Linked DNA regions of Sus scrofa: region 1 is linked to region 2. Evidence: chromatin contacts called from public HiChIP or PLAC-seq data. All regions are on one chromosome and are shown on one strand. The core of a region is the stretch at or near the end of the contact, and the rest is flanking DNA. Distances in the headings are between cores, read along the strand shown. Region 1 has its middle 21 kb from the start of KIF13B. Region 2 overlaps HMBOX1 (homeobox-containing protein 1).

What was found. HiChIP or PLAC-seq counts read pairs in DNA pulled down with a chosen protein or histone mark.
Region 1: an H3K27ac HiChIP or PLAC-seq map of alveolar macrophages shows a contact between it and region 2. The contact joins two enhancer-like sites. A contact is called at or near these places in 2 of 47 Hi-C or Micro-C datasets (epiblast stem cells and retroperitoneal adipose tissue) and 1 of 2 datasets of contacts at active chromatin or transcription factors (alveolar macrophages).

What each region holds. Positions count from the first base shown.
Region 1 is chr14:13,119,287-13,123,306 of Sscrofa11.1, reverse strand. No RefSeq gene overlaps it. Among named protein-coding and RNA genes, the nearest start is that of KIF13B, 21 kb to the right of the region's middle. Within about 2 kb of position 1,891, at least 31 of the 83 cell types and tissues checked have an H3K27ac peak or open chromatin away from gene starts, as enhancers often do. A contact at or near this core is called in alveolar macrophages, where this site is marked.
Region 2 is chr14:12,858,958-12,862,858 of Sscrofa11.1, reverse strand. The region is part of intron 6 of HMBOX1 (homeobox-containing protein 1); the gene reads right to left. Among named protein-coding and RNA genes, the nearest start is that of HMBOX1, 170 kb to the right of the region's middle. Within about 2 kb of position 1,883, at least 2 of the 83 cell types and tissues checked have an H3K27ac peak or open chromatin away from gene starts, as enhancers often do. A contact at or near this core is called in alveolar macrophages, where this site is marked.

The sequences.
Region 1 (4,020 bases), core at 642-3,141, 260 kb before region 2:
GGAATCTAAAATGTGGTGCAAACGGTCCCACCTACAAAACAGAAACAGACTCTTCTTTCTTTTTCATTCTGATGAAGGAAGTTACCATGGGGAAAGCTGTCCTATGGAGAGGCCCATGTGAAGAAACTGAGGTCTTCAACCCAGCAGCCCTTAAGGATCTGAGGTCTGCCGACAACCACACAGGTGAGCACAAAAGCAGATCCTCCCCAAGCTGAGCCACCAGATGAGACCACAGCCCCCACTGACATCTGAAATCCCGCTCAGTCACAGCCAGATGCCTGACCCATGGAAACTGAGGTAACGAACATTGTTGTTCTTAGCCACTAAGCTTTGGGTAATATGTTTCACAATAAAGAACTGATAACACACCACTAGTAAGAGGCAATCAGATATCTGACAGGTCTGAGACCACTTCCTAGGCATGGTTATACACTAACAAATAACTAAATCCTCAGAGGAGGTACCTCTGAATAGAAATTTTAAGAAGAGTCCAGACAATGTAAATCATCCAAAGTAGAGCTAAACTTTTTTTTTTTTCTTTTCTTTTCCTGGCCTAACCTGCAGCATGTGGAAGTTCCCAGGCTAGGAGTCGAATTGGAACTGCAGCTGCAACCTACACCACAGCCACAGCAACACTGGCTCCAAGCTGTATCTGCAACCTACACCACAGCCTGCGGCAACGTCAGATACTTAACCCACTGAGGGAGGCCGGGGAATCAAACCCTCATCCTCACAGAGACTATGTCAGGTCTTTAACCCACTGAGCCACAACTGGAACTCCCTAAACTTATCTTTAAAACTCACTTAGTCTAACCCTTTCAGTTTACAGTTCAGGAAGCTGAGGGACTGAGATATTTCCACTGCTCCCATGGCATTTGGGAAGGGCCAGGACTTGGACCTAGTTCGTTCCCCGTCCAAAGTCTTTACACTGCTTCATCCTCACTTGCCTTGCTATTTAAGGCAGGAATAATGACTTCTTGGGTCTTGCTCACTAACGTGTTTTGTATAAATGGCCTGTATGTGTTAGGAAGTAATGAATACTTGTTGCAAGAGTAGAAGACCAACAAATGGTCCTTGATGATCACAATGAAGAGAAGTTGCTCAATGTGTCTTCATACCCGTTGTCCTCACCTCCTTCCCCAGCAGCCAGAAATGGGCATGGAATTGGTAGGAACCCTGGGTAGTGGGATACCTGGCAGATTTCTGGACAGGAAACTGTGATCAGGCTACACGTAGGCAAAAGGGAAGGAGATAGAAAAGCTAAATTAGCCAGAACAGTGCAGATATTTTGTGGATTCTGGGATGTGGAATGTTGTTCAGGAAATTGAGAATTTTTAAGAGCTCAAAGGAATCCTCAGAAGAAGAAGATAGTAGTATTTGCAGAAGTCTTATCAAGCACCTTCTCTTCTCCTTGAGCCTCATTCATGAGCTGTAATGTTAACATATGTCCACTAGAGGGCAGCACTTACCCTTCCCCAAGGCAGAATTTTTACCTTGCGCTCTCTCCTGTTCGAGCCTCATTCATAGACTGTAATGTTAAGATATGTCCACTAGAGGGCAGCACTTACCCTTCCCTAAAGCAGAAGCTCTAGATTTTGGTCAAAAAACTGTTTGCCTGCCAAACTGAATTTATTAAAATCGACTTGGGTTTCCAGTTTTTATTTACGAAAACGCACAAATGATAGCTACCATACATTTTGGGTCACTCTGAGATAAGCAGTGTTATAAAATTCTATCTGCCCCACACCAAAATGGCCTCAGATAAATGTAAAACAAGTTATTAAAACGCTGAAAATTTAAAAGAGAGAATTAAGGAGGGGAGGAAAGGAGATAAAGGAAGAAAGGACAAGAGGGAGGAAGTCTGAGACCCTTGTTGACTTCCCAGTTCCCTTGGGATCCAGAAGCTCTGGTTTGGGGAAACCCCAGTCTCAGCCAGGGTCGTCCTGCCATCTGTTCGGGGTAGGGTGGTCCTTTTTTCCTTTTCAAAATCGGGCAGGCAAGCTTCCTTAGGTAGAGCTTCCTAACTTATGTTAAGGAAGTGCTAAATATGTGTTAACAGTCGGCAAAATTCAGATGATTTGAAAAGGAGTGTTAATGTTATAAAAGTTCACCGCAGAGGCACGTTGCCTGCAATAAAAATATTGTCCACCAGGTGGCGGTGTTGCCCTAGCGTCAAACTCTCCTCGGCCTCTTCGCTTCAGGAGGGTCCTGGAGTGTTAGTCTCATCAGTGGCCTCCAAATGTATTTTAATTCCAAATCCAGGAAGAGGGGGGAAAATGAGGGGAAGAATGACTTCTCCTTCCCATCCCCACAGCAACATCCCAATGGCTCTCTAACTGCCCTCCCTGATTTCCACTCTTTTGCCCTCCTTTAAAGACAAGTCTCCTGTTGTTTCTTCCAGCACCACTCCTCACAACAGGCTTAGCCATGTCCCACGGGTGTCCTCAGAACACCAATAAGAATTTATCATCACCATGGTGGGTATATCTTGACCCATCTACCCCCTCTTGAAGGACTGTGACATATATTGTGTGTCCCCAAAGAATACATAGGCATCGTCATTCATGACGTGACAGGTGGCCCAGCAAGGTGCTCCTGAAGGGAATTCTGGATTCAGATCCTAACTCTGCTCTTTTTTTCCCCCCACTTTGGGCAAGTCACTTAACCTAGCTCACCGTTGGATTCTCCATCTATAAAACAAGGTACCACAAGCCCCCTATGGGGCTGTTGGCAGGTTTGAGCAATAAATGCTAGCTACCACGGTAAATAACTCTTTGCTGAACGAAACCAGCTCTACCCAACACATCAGCATCCAATTATTCTTCCTAAGTTGTCACTTGTGTCATATCACTCCCAGATCAAACTCCTGGATCTGCTTAATTTGGACGAAGCTCCAACTCTTCTTAGCTTCCATAGTTATTGATTTATCTCTATTTTTAAAAACACATCTATTATTGTTTAAATAGTTCTTTAAACACTATTTTTGTAAAAGCATGTTTTGTAATTACCAGTTGGTCACAAGAAAATGACTCTTATCAGAATCACTCTTGTCAGGAACAGTTCTGAGAACCTGCCTTTAATTCAGTGCTTTCCAGTTCTGGCTTCATGTTAAGATCGCCTGGGGTGCTTTGTCAAGCATTCCAACACCCAACCCCAGAAATTCCCATCTAATTTGTCTGGGGTGTGGTTGGACATTGGGATTGAAAAGGTTTCCCAGGGAGACTATGGTGCAGCCAGTGGTGAGTGGCACCTCTGCTTTGTCACACCTGGTAGAATCTTCATGCCCACTCACCTGCAACCACACAGTTTTCAAGTTCTCGCTCCTCAGCTGGCTGTTCCTGTTCCCAGTTGGCCTGGGTTAGGCCCAGGCACACCTGCCCCAGCCCTGGAGGATGTGTAAAGAGGAAAATAAGCTTTGTCTTCCCATCAGGCCACAAACACTCCTAGACCCACCCTCTTAACTTCCTGGATTCTTGATCCAGTTTATGGTTTAGTGATAACATCTTGGACAGAGAACCAGTTTCTGACTTGCAGTGACCTATTGACCCCTAGACTGGTGTTGGAATCTCCTGCGCGCTGGGCTCCTTCCTGGTCCCGGACTAGCAAGAATCCATTACTTCGGTGGCACTTAGAGCTTTGCCTCCTGAGGGTCACCTTGATGGGTCCTAGCCTCCTGAGCTTCTATAACCTTTAGCTTTCATCTCGCAGTTCTAACCCCACCCCAGCCCCCCAGTCCTGGTCAATGGTGCCTTGGGTGGCTGGTTTCCACTTACTTTTCTGCTCAAGAACTGGGTGTTAAGGTGAACATGGAATAAGGGAGAAACAAGTCTGGAACAAGTTAATCCACGGAAAGGGGGAGGGGATAGTTTGGGGTGTTGCCCAACACAATTTACCTTTTTGTGTGTGTTTTGGGAAGCCTGGGGGTAATACATAGGGCGTTCTGGTAGATTGTCAAACACCACGATCCCCCCATCTTAATACCATGGTTTCCACTCCTTACTCTCTCACCTCATTTTTTGT
Region 2 (3,901 bases), core at 634-3,133:
GCAAAAACAGTAAAACTGACAAATTCTATCCACCTTAAAGAAAAACAATTGAGAAATGGGTTTTTCTTGAAATATGTCTCTTGATTGCAGATATATGAATTCATTAAATGTTTGCTCAACCTTCCAGTTTATTTTAATAAGAAAAAGAACATGCACAAGAGGGCAGTGTTTGGTTTTGCTGGTCCATGGATTTCCTCATTTCCTAATGAAACTACTGAATGTGAGTGATAATTACACGAAGTTCATACCTGTGGAACTGTGATACCTTGGAGAGTGAACTGTATCTACCAGACTTTATACCACCAGGGCACTGAAGCTGGTCTGCCCCTTGTTGCATTGATTTTACCTCTGGCTAAGTAGCAGCTGTATCTTCCTTTCTGTTATGTCAGCTATTGCTAGTAGAAAGAAGGTTACAAAAAAGATTTTTAAGGTGATCTGGAATTATTAAGTTTCTTACACTTGGTGTACAAGTTGTCCTGAAGCCGGAAACCTATTTTTAAATAGAAAGCATTGAATTATAAACTGGCCATATGCCAACCTGACACTACTGACTGACAATTTACTATAACATTAAGATCACTAACAGGGTTGATAAAATCAATCCACCGTCTCCTGCATGGTTCAGTACAATGCTTCTGCAAAAACGACTACCTGTTGCTAAAAGGATATGGTCTGTATATAAAATGAGAACTTGTTCTCTCAGGAGGAGGTTTCAACAAAGAGCAGATCAAACATGGACAATAAGCATAGATTCTTCACAGAATCAGAGGTAAACCGGTTGGGGATTATTCTGATACCTCCCTGAAAAGGGAAAAACACAGTTGTACTTAGAGGTATTTGCTACATTCTCTTAAACTTACCTTTTTATTTCCTGTGTTATGGGTTTACAGCTGTTTTTAGTTTAGTCAATCAAGCTATTCAGGATATACATAAATGACTGCTTAACTGCCTTTTAAAAAGCCAAATTAATTCTGGAACACTTGTCAAAGAGACATGCTACTTATATTGTCAGAGCTGAGAGATTATTTTACCAACTATACACAAGATAAATAAATCTTCAGTGATACAAGAGCAAATATGGGGTATAGTCATATTCTGAGGAAGGGATTTTGATGACAAACTAAGGTCTTTAGCCCCAGAAAGATGGTAATTATAGGAGAGTCTCAAAAGGGTTAGAAACTATTGATTCATCTGGCCTTGAAGTGGATGACAGGTCAAAGTAGGAGCCAATAAAATAGAATATTTGGATGAGGCACTATTACGATTGGGATTTCTATGGTACATAGGTTTTCAAAAAGACCTATTTTCTTCTTTTTTAAAATGGTTGCACCTATGGCATATGGAAGCTCCCAGGCCAGGGACTGAATCTGAGCCAAAGCTGTGCCCTATCCTGCACAGTGACCCAAGCCTCTGCAGTAGGATTCTCAACGTACTGCAATACAGCAGCAACTCCAAAAAAGACCATTTTAAAATGCTTTCTATCACTGAAATTACATGTTTCGTGCATGCTTACACAACCAAAAGGCAACTAAAACAGAAGTAGAATATTTACCCACAAGGGCATATTCTACTAATTTGAGAACTTCAAACATCAAACACATATGCAAACCTCGAGACATGCTGTGAATGTTTATAGTCTATCAATAATGATTTCTGAATGCACTATCTGTCATAAGGAGTGGTATAAGTAGAAGCTCAATAAATATTTTTTGAGTTTATAAAAGAAAAAGCCCTCTCATTTTTCTGTGGAGGTTTTCCAGTCAGTCTATAAGCTGGTCTCCATCAGTATTAATATTTATAATATGATGCTTATAATTCTGCTTCTGCGATGAATCACATCTTCACTGGTGACTCATTATACACAACACCAGCATATACCCAACTATATTTCATTTCTTTGTAAACTGTGGCCAGAGAACAACATGAGGAACATGGGGACTTTTGTTCTATTTAACTGGCTGGCTCAGGGACTAGAGAAATGAGGGATCAGTTGTTTGTACAAAATGAAACTGCTGGCACATCTATGCAAGGATGAAGATAATTTTTAATCTACCTCAAAAAAAAAAAAACTGTAATAATTTCTCTTTCGGCTATTTCTGTTTGACCAAAAAGGAACCAGGAAGTATAATTTGCCAATTTTAAAATGCATTTAAGGATAGTTTATCTTCTTACTGGCTATGAGAAATGGATTGGGATAACTTTACCTGTCAATAAGTGGGAAAGTTTTGTTGTTTTTTTCCTCAAATAGTCTAATGGACTGAAATGAGGTCATGTTCAGGCTCCTGCTGTCTTACAGAGATGTGAAGAACTTCCTTCTATTTGCAGAAATACAGGAGGTGTAGCTCATTATGTCCACCCAGTCATTCCATAAGGAGTATTAAAGAGCTTAAACTCTTTTTAAAATTCAACTTCCAGCATCCATTAATTCCAAAATTTATAATGTATTCTTGCAGCATTTTCTATCCTAGAACAGCAATGACATCAGGAGAGAGGAAAAGGAAGACCAGCTTGCCAGGGGTTGCAGTGAAGGCAGGGCAACCATTAGATTTTACGAGACCCAATCCTACCCCCACAAAGTGATTTTGTTGGGGTAAAATAGTACAATGATCAGGCTAAGGGAAAAATGACATTGAGGCAGATAAAAGTAATTTTTCTGCTGTTTCTGAGTCATTTTGAGTGAATCATTTTAAATTACAGAATTACTGTTTATCATTGAACCGAACTGAAGGCCTTACGATTTTAACAGAACTAGAAAATACTGTATTATTCCACTCCCACCCCAAGTCTAATATGTCTAGCAGAGAAGATGGGGGGAAACCACGTTCTAATTTCATTAAAGTTGTAGGAGTCTTCTTAAGTATTCAATTCAATCAAGTTCAAGCAACACTTACTGATGTCACACTTTATACATAGCACTGTGCAAGCCCAGGAATGAGCCAGTTAGTTACAACCAAACCCTAGTCTACAGAGGCGCATAAACTACATCACTGAAACACTAGGTAAAATTCACTTAACAGATGGTGAAATAATTCATTATGGTAAAGATATGGCTCAAATTTTCTTGCCAACGATGCACTGCTATCACAGAAGTCAGTAGGAAAATTGGATTTTATAATTTCATAACAATCCGCTTATTTTAATACAAGTCAGCAAGGGAAAATGCATCAAAAATTTTAATTGAAAATGACTGGAATTTTAAAATATTTCCTTGCCACATATAAAAGGGAATATCATTTAGGCTCCTGTCTTTTTGTTTGTTTGTTTGTCTTTTTGCCTTTTCTAGGGTTGCTCTCGCGGCATATGGAGGTTCCCCGGCTAGGGGTCCAATCAGAGCTGTAGCCGCCAGCCTACACCAGAGCCACAGCAACGTGGGATCCAAGCTGCGTCTGCAACCAAACCACAGCTCACAGCAACACCAGATCGTTAACCCACTGAGCAAGGCCAGGGATCGAACCCACAACCTCATGGTTCCTAGTTGGATTCATTAACCACTGTGCCACGACGGGAACTCCTAGGCTCCTGTCTTTAAAAAGGAAGGCTGAGAAATTTTCAAAACAGTTTCAAGTTTTTAATTCCCAGGATGTTTTACAAGTATTAAATACAGAATCCACCCCACTCCCCAACATAATTTGAGTCCCTGTCATAAAAGTACTATTGCTGATTCTTTATATGTGAGAAGACAAAACGGCATAAACAATCTAGAAAAAACAACCTAGAAAATGGCTTAAGAGATTTTTTCAATTAAAATAATCATACTTTGGCATGGATGCAAATATGAATGCTTGAGAAAGACAAATGTTCCAGCAGTGGAGATACAAGGGTTTTTCACAATCAGGATGCAACCCTACTTCCCCAGCTTCATTTCCTGCCTGAGTAGCCATACACTCCAGTTACCTAATTT